Regions from separate parts of the Mus musculus genome. Here regions 2, 3 and 4 are each linked to region 1. The links are chromatin contacts, called in public Hi-C and promoter capture Hi-C maps. All regions are on one chromosome and are shown on one strand. The core of a region is the stretch at or near the end of the contact, and the rest is flanking DNA. Distances in the headings are between cores, read along the strand shown. Region 1 holds the start of Cdc42 (cell division cycle 42). Region 2 holds the start of Rpl11 (ribosomal protein L11). Region 3 holds the start of Pithd1 (PITH (C-terminal proteasome-interacting domain of thioredoxin-like) domain containing 1). Region 4 holds the start of Asap3 (ArfGAP with SH3 domain, ankyrin repeat and PH domain 3).

The links. Promoter capture Hi-C pulls out the DNA fragments that hold promoters and counts their contacts. A called contact is a pair of places that touch in the nucleus more often than the background predicts.
Region 2: a contact with region 1 is called in a promoter capture Hi-C map of liver, with 2.2 times the contacts expected there. The contact joins the promoter of Rpl11 here to the promoter of Cdc42 in region 1. A contact is called at or near these places in 2 of 39 promoter capture datasets (hippocampal neurons and liver).
Region 3: a contact with region 1 is called in a Hi-C map of B cells, with 5 read pairs. The contact joins the promoter of Pithd1 here to the promoter of Cdc42 in region 1. A contact is called at or near these places in 1 of 39 promoter capture datasets (liver), 1 of 484 Hi-C or Micro-C datasets (B cells) and 1 of 9 other capture datasets (liver).
Region 4: a contact with region 1 is called in a promoter capture Hi-C map of neural stem cells. The contact joins the promoter of Asap3 here to the promoter of Cdc42 in region 1. A contact is called at or near these places in 4 of 39 promoter capture datasets (the 3T3-L1 cell line, hippocampal neurons, liver and 1 more).

What each region holds. Positions count from the first base shown.
Region 1 is chr4:137,356,353-137,359,060 of GRCm38.p6, reverse strand. It overlaps Cdc42 (cell division cycle 42), which reads left to right and starts at 1,302. Exons shown (of 6, transcript NM_009861.3): 1 at 1,302-1,415.
Region 2 is chr4:136,051,989-136,054,705 of GRCm38.p6, reverse strand. It overlaps Rpl11 (ribosomal protein L11), which reads left to right and starts at 1,313. Exons shown (of 6, transcript NM_025919.3): 1 at 1,313-1,358; 2 at 1,989-2,139. The coding sequence starts at 1,353.
Region 3 is chr4:135,985,812-135,988,601 of GRCm38.p6, reverse strand. Pithd1 (PITH (C-terminal proteasome-interacting domain of thioredoxin-like) domain containing 1) reads left to right here and starts at 1,358. Exons shown (of 6, transcript NM_025411.4): 1 at 1,358-1,664; 2 at 2,167-2,210; 3 at 2,584-2,661. The coding sequence starts at 1,467.
Region 4 is chr4:136,204,915-136,207,630 of GRCm38.p6, reverse strand. Asap3 (ArfGAP with SH3 domain, ankyrin repeat and PH domain 3) reads right to left here and starts at 1,266. Exons shown (of 25, transcript NM_001008232.2): 1 at 984-1,266. The coding sequence starts at 1,112.

The sequences.
Region 1 (2,708 bases), core at 53-2,552:
CTCAGAGTTCTGCCTCCTTAAGACACACCCTCCTGTTTTTTGAGAATGGATGTTTTGTATCCTAGGACACTCTGAATCTTCTATGCAACCAAGGGTCACCATAGATTTTTCTGCTTCCACCTCCCAAGTGCTGGGATTACAGCCATCCATCTCAGAGCTTGGATTATGAATGTGGTAGAGGCACTAACGTGGGGCTTCGTGCATTCTTGGCAAGCTCTCTACCGACTGGGCTACATCTCCAGCCCGCAAGAGAACATTACTGAGATAAGGTTCCTCTAATGTTGGGGAGCATCTGACAGAAGGCTAGGCTCTCTATTCTCCAGCAGCTAGTACACGGCCAGAGAAGGCAGCTATTCAACAGGCGCCGAGATGACAGGGAAGAGAAGGATTTGATAGGTCAGATCCAACCAAAGGGGCCAGGGGAGAGCACTCAGGGACAGTAAATGTAGGACTTTTTTGAGGGGGAAAGTCTTTAGTTCTAAACAAAACCGAGGGTGATACTCAACTCCCACTCCAAAAACAGACAGATAAAGCTGTGCACAGCAAGTCACTTCCTCTCTCAGAGAAGCAAAGAGGCAGGCTATGGAGGGGCACGCCTATAAGCTCAGCACTTCGGAGGTAGAGGCTTAGCAGTTTAAGATCAACCTCTGGTACCTAGTTAAGCATTCAAATCCAGGCTGCGCTAAACGAGATCACGTCTCAAGTTATTAAAAACAAAACAAAACAAAACAAACCCGGTAGCCTGGGTATGGTGATGCACACCTTTAATCCCAGCACCCAGGAAGCAGAGGCAAGGGATTCTCTGAGTTCCAGGCTAGCCTGGGCTCCACAGCAAGTTTCAATACAGCTAGGGCTACCCATGGAAAGAAACTCTTGTCAAAAAACAAAAAACAACAACAAAAAAGAGAGAGACAGCTCAGGCATGGTAGTACATTTCTTGAAATATCAGAACTCTGGAAGCAGAGGCAGTAGTATTGCTGTGTTCTGGGACAGCCTGGTCTACATAGCCATTCTGGGATAGCAAGGGCTACATAATGACACCCTGTCTCAATAAAATAAACAAAAATATAAAAGTAAAACATATTTACAACACTTTTCTTCACGAAGTTGCAAGACTCAAAATAAACTTTAGTTACAACACCGTGCACATCATTGTTCATAGTTTTATTACGGATAAAAAATACCGTTAAAAGGCGCAGAGAGCCAACCAGAGCATGCAAGGAACGCAGCCCGCGCGCGTGCGCGCCAAGGGGCGGAGCCCGAGCCGCCCTCAGCCCCTTCTCTCTCTTTGTCCCTCCCACTTCCGCGGGCACCCAACCATGCGTCCCCTGCGTGCTGACGTCAGGCGCGTGCCCCTGTCCGGCAGCCGAGGAGGCCCCGCGCAGTGCTGCCAACGCCCCGGCGGAGAAGCTGAGGTGAGTGCGGGGCCCGAGAAGCCTCCCTGCGGGAGCGTCTTCTGCGCCGCCCGGTCCCCTTCGCGTGTCCCCCCCCCCCCCGTCCTCTCTCGGTTCTCGAGGATGCTCGCGGGCAGGGGCATCCCGGTGCTTGCGGGCGGTGGGCCGCGAGGGAGGGCTTGCCGGGGTCGCGTGCGCCCGCCGGCCCGGGTTCTGAGGGAAGCGAGGCGGGGTCGCGGCGAGGCTTAGGGCTGGAATGGCGGCGCGGCGCGGCCGGGGATGGCGGCGGCCGAGGGCACAGCCCGGCCGAGCTGTCAGCGGCGGCGGCGGCGGCGGCGGCGGCGAGAGGACCGGGCACACCCATCCCACCCGCTCCCCTCCCCCTCCGGCCGCCCGCGGGCTCCGAGGCCCCGGGGCGCGGGGTGGGAGACGCCCGGTCCGGACCGGGGTCGGAGGCCGGGGGCTGTCTCTCCGTTGTGGGCCTCGACTTCCTGCTTCCCCGGCCCCGCCACGGACGCGTTGCGGCTGGCGGGGGAGGGGAGCGGAACTGCGGCCGCAGGGCCGGGCCGGGCCGGGGCCGAGGTGACGGACCGGGCGGCTCTGCGCCTGCGCCCCTCGGCGGTCTCCAGCCCCGCGCCGTGTCCTCTCCTGCCCCGCGGCTCCCGGGGCTCTCCTGCCGGGGCCGGCCTCTTTGCCATCCGGGACCTGCCTAAGCACCTCCCGAAACCCCGCCTGGCCACTTACTCAGTTCCTCGTTCCTAGCAGGAAATTTTCTTTGTCGGTTATTATTACTATTTTGTAAATTCCTCTTTCCACCCCTTTAACTCTGGGAGAAATTCAGTGTGGAAGATTACGTCATCGCAGCATAAGGGGTGAGAGTTTTAACTCCTACAAGTCAGGGCTATTCAAATTAAGACAGCATCTTGCGGCCTTTGTGGGTCAACCCAGCACATTGGTTCAGAGTAAGGTGGCAATTTTTTTTTGTTGTTGTTGAAATCCTGTTGCCTGTCTTCAGGCTGCCTGAGATGCACCTAAAATACCGAAGGTTCAAAATCTTAGGTTTAAGTTATTTTGGTCAGGGAATATACACTGTCTGCAGCCACTTGTGTAGGTATGATCTTTAAAGGACCCCTTGGCTATATACTCGGGTGAATTGCAGGAGCAATTCTTTGCCACACTAATTGTGACTTACTTGATGTAAAGAACCCAACTTCAGTGCATGGTTTGAAGAATGAGGTGAAAAGAGAATTTCGTCATACCCCTGATTTGTCTTTGTTAGGATTGCAACTTCAAAGTTGCATGCTTTAGTTTTTC
Region 2 (2,717 bases), core at 64-2,563, 1.3 Mb after region 1:
CAGAAGCATCTGTAAGCCATTGTCAGATCTCTCTCTCTCTCTCTCTCTCTCTCTCTCTCTCTCTCTCACCTCTGATGTCCTTTTTCTTTTTAGCTACCATGTCTAATACTTCTTTTGGAAGGTGGGTGTTGCTTGGATGTTGTAGGCTTGACTTAATTATAAAAGTAACAACTTACATACTTCACTGAATTACACAGTAACCCATGACACAGAAGTAGCTGTTTTACACAAGGGGAAAACAGACAGAAGTAATTTTAATTAGTAACTAGCTAGTTGGATCAAACCCACACCTGCCTGTATTCACAGCTCAGGACTCTTATTTTCAAAATTTACTTTTTATTTATTAGTTTATCTGTATTTAAGTTTTTCCTGCACATATGTCCTTGTAAGTGTGTGCCTGGGGTCCTCAGAAGGAAGACAAGGGCATCAGACTGGAACAGCTGATTTAAGCCACTACTCTGATTTGTATACTTGTTAACATAGTTACAAAGTAAAGGGTCTAGAATCTGTATGGTTTCTTTTTATCTTCGCACTTATTTTATGTATGAGTACTCTATCTGCATGTACACCTGCATACCAGAAGAGGGCATCAGATCCCATTACAGATGTCTGTGAGCTACCATGTGGTTGTTGATAATTGAACTCAGGACCTTGGGAAGAGCTGTCAAGTGCTCTTAACTACTGCGCTGTCTCTCCAGCCTCAGCTGATTTTTTTGTTTTTGTTTTTGTTTTTGTTTTTCGAGACAGGGTTTCTCAGTCTAACCTTGGCTGTCCTGGAACTCACTCTGTAGACCAGAATTCAGAAATCCACCTGCCTCTGCCTCCCAAGTGCTGGGATTGAAGGCGTGCGCCACCACTGCCTGGCGTCTCAGCTTATTTATTTATAAAAATTATTTTATTTATATGGGTGTTTTGCCTGTATGCACACATGGCCTGATGCCTGTAGATGCCAGAAGAGGGATCTGTCTCCCTGGAACTGGAGGCACAACCAGTTTTGAAATACCGTGTTCATGCCGGGAATTTTGTTCTTAACTGTAAAGCCTTCTCTCTAGCCCTTTGCTCAACTGATTTAATGGACTTTGGGCAGTGACATCACTCAAGAACCACCAGGTTCTGAGACTGTTCTTGGAGTCATGGACTCAAGAACATACCAGCATCGGACAACCCACGACCTAGTCTTTTGCCCAAGATGACTGCAGTTTCGAGGACAGTCCACTAGAGGTGGCAGCGCCACGACAGCTATGCCTCTCTTTCCCCCTCTCCCCTCGTTTGTCTGCCTAGAAGAAAAGCCCGCCTCCTGACCCATAAGGCCACGGGGCCGGAAGTCTCCCTCTCTCTTCCTGTTCTCCACCATGGCGGTGAGTAGGCGAGAGTTGGCTTTGCCTCGCTTTCATCCGTCTCCATCCGCAGTCGGCGGAGCCCAGGGCGGCTGTCTCGCGGGTGGCCGGAGGAGGACGGAGCCCGCGAGGCTGTTGGCATTAAGCCCGGCGGGACTGGGCGGCCGTGGGGCACCCCCGCCGCATCGCCGCCCATCCTAAGAATGGGGCTCAGGTCTGCAGCCCCGAGGGCCCAGACGCAGTGTCTGGGGGCTGCCGGAAGTGCGAGCGCGACGTGCGGAGGTCCACGGCGGGGCCAAGGGGACACTTGCAGCTTGTGTGGTGCTGGGGAGTTTCTGCGAGTCCTACTCGCAGGACCCGTGCTAGCTTGGGAAGGGGGACGGCATGGCGCAGAGGCCGGTACTTCCTGTAGTTTTGATTAGGGTTACATTGTATACTTTCTACGATCTCTAGTGTCTGTTCCCTACTCGTGGATCCGCTTGGGATTCAGGCTCTCTCTCTGTGTTCGTTCTCTTCCAAACGCGGAGACCTTGGTGGTCCCGAGGGCTTAGGCGGGATCCGGGACGATAGAAGTCAGAGCGGAGAAGACCTTGGCTGTTTCTCGTCTCTGACGGGGCGGGAGGGTGTTGATGGCTGTGTCCCTCTTCGCAGCAAGATCAAGGGGAAAAGGAGAACCCCATGCGGGAACTGCGCATCCGCAAGCTCTGCCTCAATATCTGCGTCGGGGAGAGCGGAGACAGACTGACCCGGGCAGCCAAGGTGTTGGAGCAGCTCACAGGCCAGACCCCGGTGTTCTCCAAAGGTGAGTGGCGGTGGGCTGACCAGAGAGGAGTGGATCTGGAAAGCTTGCTTCATCTGACCGGAGCACGGGTGCAAATGGACTTATAACGTGAGCTGTCGTGGGCCTGGTTGACAGCTAAGAACAGGGTTAATACCGTACACTGTTGGCATGAGGTCCTATCCATGCTTTTATTTGTATTTGTGTGTGTGTGCATGGGTACTCTGTTTGCATGCATGCCCACATGACAGAAGAGGGAATCAGATCCCGTTTCTGTTGGTTGTGAACAACCGTGTAGGTCCTCAGAACCTGTTAAACCTCTGAGCCATCTTTCCAACACCCCCCCACCAGTGCTTCTTAACTTCTGGCTCTGCCTCAACTCACTTAAAATGAATTGTGATTCCCTTGTTTGGCCACATGACAGGAGTTACCTTGCTAGAAACATGGAGTCTGTTGCTAGTGTGGTTGTGGGTGGTCTGTGATTGGGTTTGGATACTGTTTCTTAGGACCACAGTCAGCATTTTGAAAACACTGGCTTTTGTCAGTTTTAGTCTCCCAATTAGAGCATAATCATTGGTTGGGCCTGATAGCCCACAACTGTA
Region 3 (2,790 bases), core at 109-2,608, 1.4 Mb after region 1:
TGCCCGGCTTCTTTTTTTTTTTTTTTTTTTTTTCCCTTAAGATTTATTTTATGTATATGAGTACACTGTAGCTGTCTTCAGACACACCAGAAGAGGGCATTGGATCCCATTACAGGTGGTTGTAAGCCACCATGTGGTTGCTGGGAATTGAACGCAGGACCTCTGGAAGAGCAGTCAGTGCTCTTAACCACTGAGCCATCTCTCCAGCCCACATGTTGAGTTCTTGAATCACATTCTTCCCTTACTATTCAGTGTGACTACTCAACAGATACTATCCTGCCCACGGAACAGAGAAAAATGACTCAGAATAGGAAAAGGTGATATTTTCCTAGTGTCACACCGTCAGGGACAGACCCAGCATTCTCACCCCAGGTCTGGTGGTGAGTATACCTTCTATCAAGAAGGTAGCTATGGGCTATGAAGATGACTCAGCGGCTAAGAGCATTTGCTGTGGAAACACAAGGACAGAGTTCAAATCTCCAGCAGTCACATAAAAGCCAAGCACAGGCCCAGCAGCAAGCCCAGCTTTGGAGGGTGGAGCCTAGAAGCTCGCTGACCATTTAGCCTAGTCTAAATGGTGAGCCTCGAGTCCGGTGAGAGACTGCATCAAAAAAATATGATGCTGCTGAGCAGGATGGCCCATGCCTTCAATCCCAACGCCCCGGAGGCGGAGGCAGATGGATTTCTGTTGCGTTTTATGCCAGTCTGATCTACACAGTGAGTTCCAGGCTCAGTAGATAGTTCCAGCCAAAACTAGGTAGTAAGACACTTTATTAAGGGAAAGAGCGCGATAAGCCACAGAAGACACCAAATAGATAGATAGATAGATAGACCCATGATAGATATATAATAAATGTAACTAATTAAATCTAACACCAGATTTGGTGGTGCGTGCCTTTAATCCCTGAATTTGGGATTTGGAGGCAGGAGGGTCAGGAGTTGAAGGTACATAGATCATCTGAGGTCAGCCTGGGGCACATGAGAAACTAGCTTAAAAATATGGAAGGAAAGGCGGAGAAAGGAGACAGAGAAGGAAAAGAGGCGGGAGAAAGTAGGGGGTAAACAGATGAGGTTAACAGGGCGTCAGGGGGAGAGAGGAGGCAAGCTTTGCTGTGCTGTCGGCCCCGCCTTATCCACCACGCCGGAGAAAGGTGGCCGCTAGGGAAGAAAGCGCACGCTTTGGCTCGGGAGGGGAGGATTCGCGTCCCTGCCACGCGTCCCCAGCCCTACAGTTTCCACGCTTGAACGGTACCACTGAGCGACACCGCCAGCGTCCAGCTCTGCTGGCGCAGGTCCACGTCAATCCCTCCCGGCCCCGCCCTCTGGGCCGCGCGCGCATGCGCCGCGCAGGGGCGCCTTTTACGACGCCTCGGTGGCGGCGCTTGGCGGTCGTCGCGGAGCCGAGTGAGCTCCGGGTGAGCGGCGGTGCCGAGGGAGTCACAGGCGAGCCGGCGGGCGGCGTCGCCATGTCGCACGGCCACAGCCACGGCGGGGGCGGCTGTCGCTGCGCCGCTGAGCGCGAGGAGCCGCCCGAGCAGCGCGGCCTGGCCTACGGGCTGTACCTGCGCATCGACCTGGAGCGACTGCAGTGCCTCAACGAGAGCCGCGAGGGCAGCGGCCGCGGCGTCTTCAAGCCGTGGGAGGAGCGGACCGACCGCTCCAAGGTGGGCGGCCCGGGAGCCCCGGGGCCTCGCAGGGTAGACAGACAGGGAAACTGAGGCCCAGAGGAGCAAGGTGGGCGCTTTACCTCCCTTCCGAGGCGGCGAGGGCATGTGAGGGAGGAGAGCAGAGAGGACTGCTGTCTCTTCCTCTGACCATTGGTCCAGATGGCTGTCCGATGGCCTCACCTGGCCTGGGGTCGCGATCCGTACTTCTAACCTGGAACCCAGACCCCTTTGAGAGCCATTTGAAGGTTCTCCAGAAGGGTACACAGAAGCACTGGTCTTTTGAGTTCGCAGCCTGGGAAACCCCCATTAGAATCCCTCTAAGAGGGGCCGTGGTGATTAGAATATGGAGACTGAGCAGCTCCCAGCTATGAGGACCTGGGCGCGGGTTGTTGGGACAGGTCCATTTGCATCGCGACTCAGTTTGTAGAACAGGGAGGCCAGATGCCTGAAATTGTAGTTTCTCAGCAGATATCTGTTGCTTCCTCCCCATGCACCGCAGTTTGTTGAAAGTGATGCGGACGAAGAGCTCCTGTTTAATATTCCGTAAGTATCTCCTTGGCTCTTGCCTCAGGCAAACTGGGCTGTACCCAGTTGTCTCTTCGGATGACTTCATTTGATGGCTATGTCAAGAGTGCACACCTGTGTCTAGAAATGGGGTAGATTTTCTTTGGTGGGTTTGAGAAAGTAAGTATAGGAGCTTGTGTGTGTGTGTGTGTGTGACTACACATGCATTTGTCGAATTATAATTGAGGTGATTACATTTCTTGGAGGTATGGAATGACAGGGTCTTTGAAAGGACTACAGGTGGCAGATGAGTCAGCTGAGCTAAAAGGGAAGGGTCTTGTCAGAGTCACATGGCTGCTGGTCCTCAGGGTTCAATCCCAGGTAGACAACCTTCTCTTTGGAATTCTGGCAGGTTTACGGGCAATGTCAAGCTGAAAGGCGTCATCATAATGGGCGAGGATGATGACTCGCACCCCTCGGAGATGAGACTGTGAGTAGTGAGGGCTTCGGCCCTCGGGAGACTCCCACCTAGCTTTTGCTGGTATATTTTATTCCAGGGATATGGAGATGGCTCAGTGGGTTAGAGGGCTTGCTGCATCAAGTATGGGGGATCAGAGTT
Region 4 (2,716 bases), core at 17-2,516, 1.2 Mb after region 1:
GAACCTATGCATCATTTGAAATCCGACAGTCTTTGTATAATTGTCTGCCTTCCTTACCAAAGAGGAAAAAGTCCAGACAGAGAGCCAGCCAGTCAGGGGAGAAGAGGAAGGGAGATTTCCTAAGACCTCAGCTCAGGGTATTTCTGGGTAGCTTTGTATCTGCCACACAGTAGGTACAACTTATAGAGAAGGCCAGACTGACCACTGAAGTCCAAAATGCCACCTCAACCCAGGGCATTCTCTAGAAGAGAGCTGGGTTCATATTATCCCCGTCTGGCCCCAGACTACAGGCTCTCTGCTCCAGTGTATTCCTAGGGGATGAAAACCTGCAGCGAATCCAGAGAAGAGGAATGAACTCCAGTGAGCTTGGGAATGGGGTGGGGCAGCCTACAAGGGCGAAAGAAAGAGCCTGGGACACTTTGCCTGAAAACACAAAGAGGAGAGGGGAGGGGAGAGGAGCCTATAAACTTGGCCCGCAGCAGCCAAGGTGAACCCCGGCTCCTGGCGCCTTCCCATTCACAATCATTCCACAAGGCAAGCCAAGTCTCAGAACCAGCAGCCAGGAGGAGGGGGCCTCCTCTCTCTCTCTTGCAGCCTGGGAGAGGTAAGTTCAGGACTGAGCCTGCTTCTCAGAAAGGGAGTGACCTGAGGGGCTGCATATTTGTGGGGTTCTAAAACGAAAACACAGAACTGTAAGCCGCTGAGCAAATACACATATAATGGGCAAGTCGCCCAAAGTATATGGGAGATGTGCCCCAACATGTGGAGTCTGTATCGAGGTGACCCCGAGATCCCATCTGGTCCTCTCTTCCCAGGCTCCACCTTGGGGACACAGATGTTTGAGATGAGCTCGGTTCCCACAGATCTAAGAGGGGCGGGTTTCTGGAGCGCAGCGAAGAGCCATCCTAGCTCCAAGCATTCCTGCAAAGGTCAAAGCCAGGCCCCAAGTTGACCTGAGGTCCCCTCCCGCCTCGGCCCCTCACCTCCTCCCGTGCCAGCGCCGCCCCGCGGCACCGGGGCATCTTGGCGGCGAAGGCAGCTGCTCCGGCTGGGGAACTGAGGTCCTCTGCGGTGACGGCCAGGAACTCCGCGACACTGAGCTGCTCGGGCATGGTGGGAACGAGGCGAAAACACCGGAGCTGCCTGGAACGCGGGGGACGCTGCACTTAACAGTGCTGGTATAGCTGCTCTGCGCAGGGCCTGTCTCACCACCCGCAGCGTCCTAGTCGAGGCCTCTTCACTCCCTGCTCCGCCCCGCCCCTAACTAACTCCGCCACGCCCCCGCCCGCCAGCCTTTCTCTCTCCGGCCACGCCCCCAGACCACTTGTCTACCTCCCTGGCCACGCCCCGACTCGCTGGTAACTCCCTGACCACGCCCCCATCCCCCTCACTCTCCGGCCACATCCAAGCCGCGCCCCTAACTCCCTGGTCACGCCCCAACCTCGCGTTGGCCCCACTCTGCCCTGCCTCCAAGACCTACAGATGGGGAGAGTTCTCCTGGGGCTCCGCTCTTGACTCCCAGCCCCCGTCCCCGATCCTCTTCCCTCCCTAGCCCCGCCTCCAAAGCCTACCACACACACACACACAGACACAGAGCCTGGCTCCTGGTTCTGGCTGGCTCCTGGTTCACTTGTTCTCTTCTCCTTAACTCTAGGTTCTTCAGAGCAGTCGTCTTCCTCTACCTCACCGGTGCTGAGATTAAAGGCAAGGCCTGTGCCACCGAGGCCATATAAGATCTTCGCCATCAGCCAGCTACGTGCCATTGAATCAATTGCCCCTCTGGTTTTTAAAAGGAATCATGTCATAACTCCGAATAAGTTTAAGTAAGAATGGGAGAGGTTCACTATTATCTCAGGTACACAGAATAGCTCGGGATTTTGTTGTTGTTGTTGTTGTTGTTGTTTTGCAGGTATTTTTGTTGTGGTTTGGTTTTGCCTGGTTTCTTAATTCCAGCCGTGAGCCAGGGGCCCTTCCCATTGCCTTGGACTCTTTCTGCTTCTTCTTGAAAGCCTTATTTTCTTCGTCCATCTCACAGGGCTCTTTCAGAGGCTTCCTCTTGACACCTTCATCGCCCAACCTGGCCCCTGGCGTCTGGTCCCCTTTCCCCAGACCAGATGCTAAGTGACCCTAACAGTTCCTTCAGACTCCAATGCTGAGTCTTCCAAATTTGCTTCTCCCTGTCTGCCTCCCTCGGTTTTTGTTTATTTGATTTGGGGTTTTGTTTTTCAAGGTTTAGCTCAAACATTTCAAACTTTACTACAAGGCTTATCCTGACCACCCTGTTTAAAACTAGTCACCTGCTGCTCCCCCCATCCCTCACTCCACATACCCCATTCATAATCATCTTTATTCTGCTGGGGTTTTATGAATGAATATTGGGCGCTCTTGGAGGCCAGAAAAGAGCATCAGATCCCCTGGAACTAGAGTTACAGATGATGGTGAGCCACCATGTAGGTGTTGGGAATTGAACCAGGGTCATCTGCAAGAACAAACATTCTTTAGCCACTAAGCCATCTATCTGTCCAGCCCCTTTTTAAAATTTTCAGTTTTAGAAATTTGCTGTGTGCATGAATGTGTGTGGGTGTGTGGGTGTGGGTGTGTGTTTGTGTGTGTACTCATGTGTGCACAACATGCAGGACACTGAACTCATGAGGGCAGAGGACAACTTTCAGGAGTTGGCTCTCTCCTTCCCACGTGGGTTCCAAGGATTGGACTC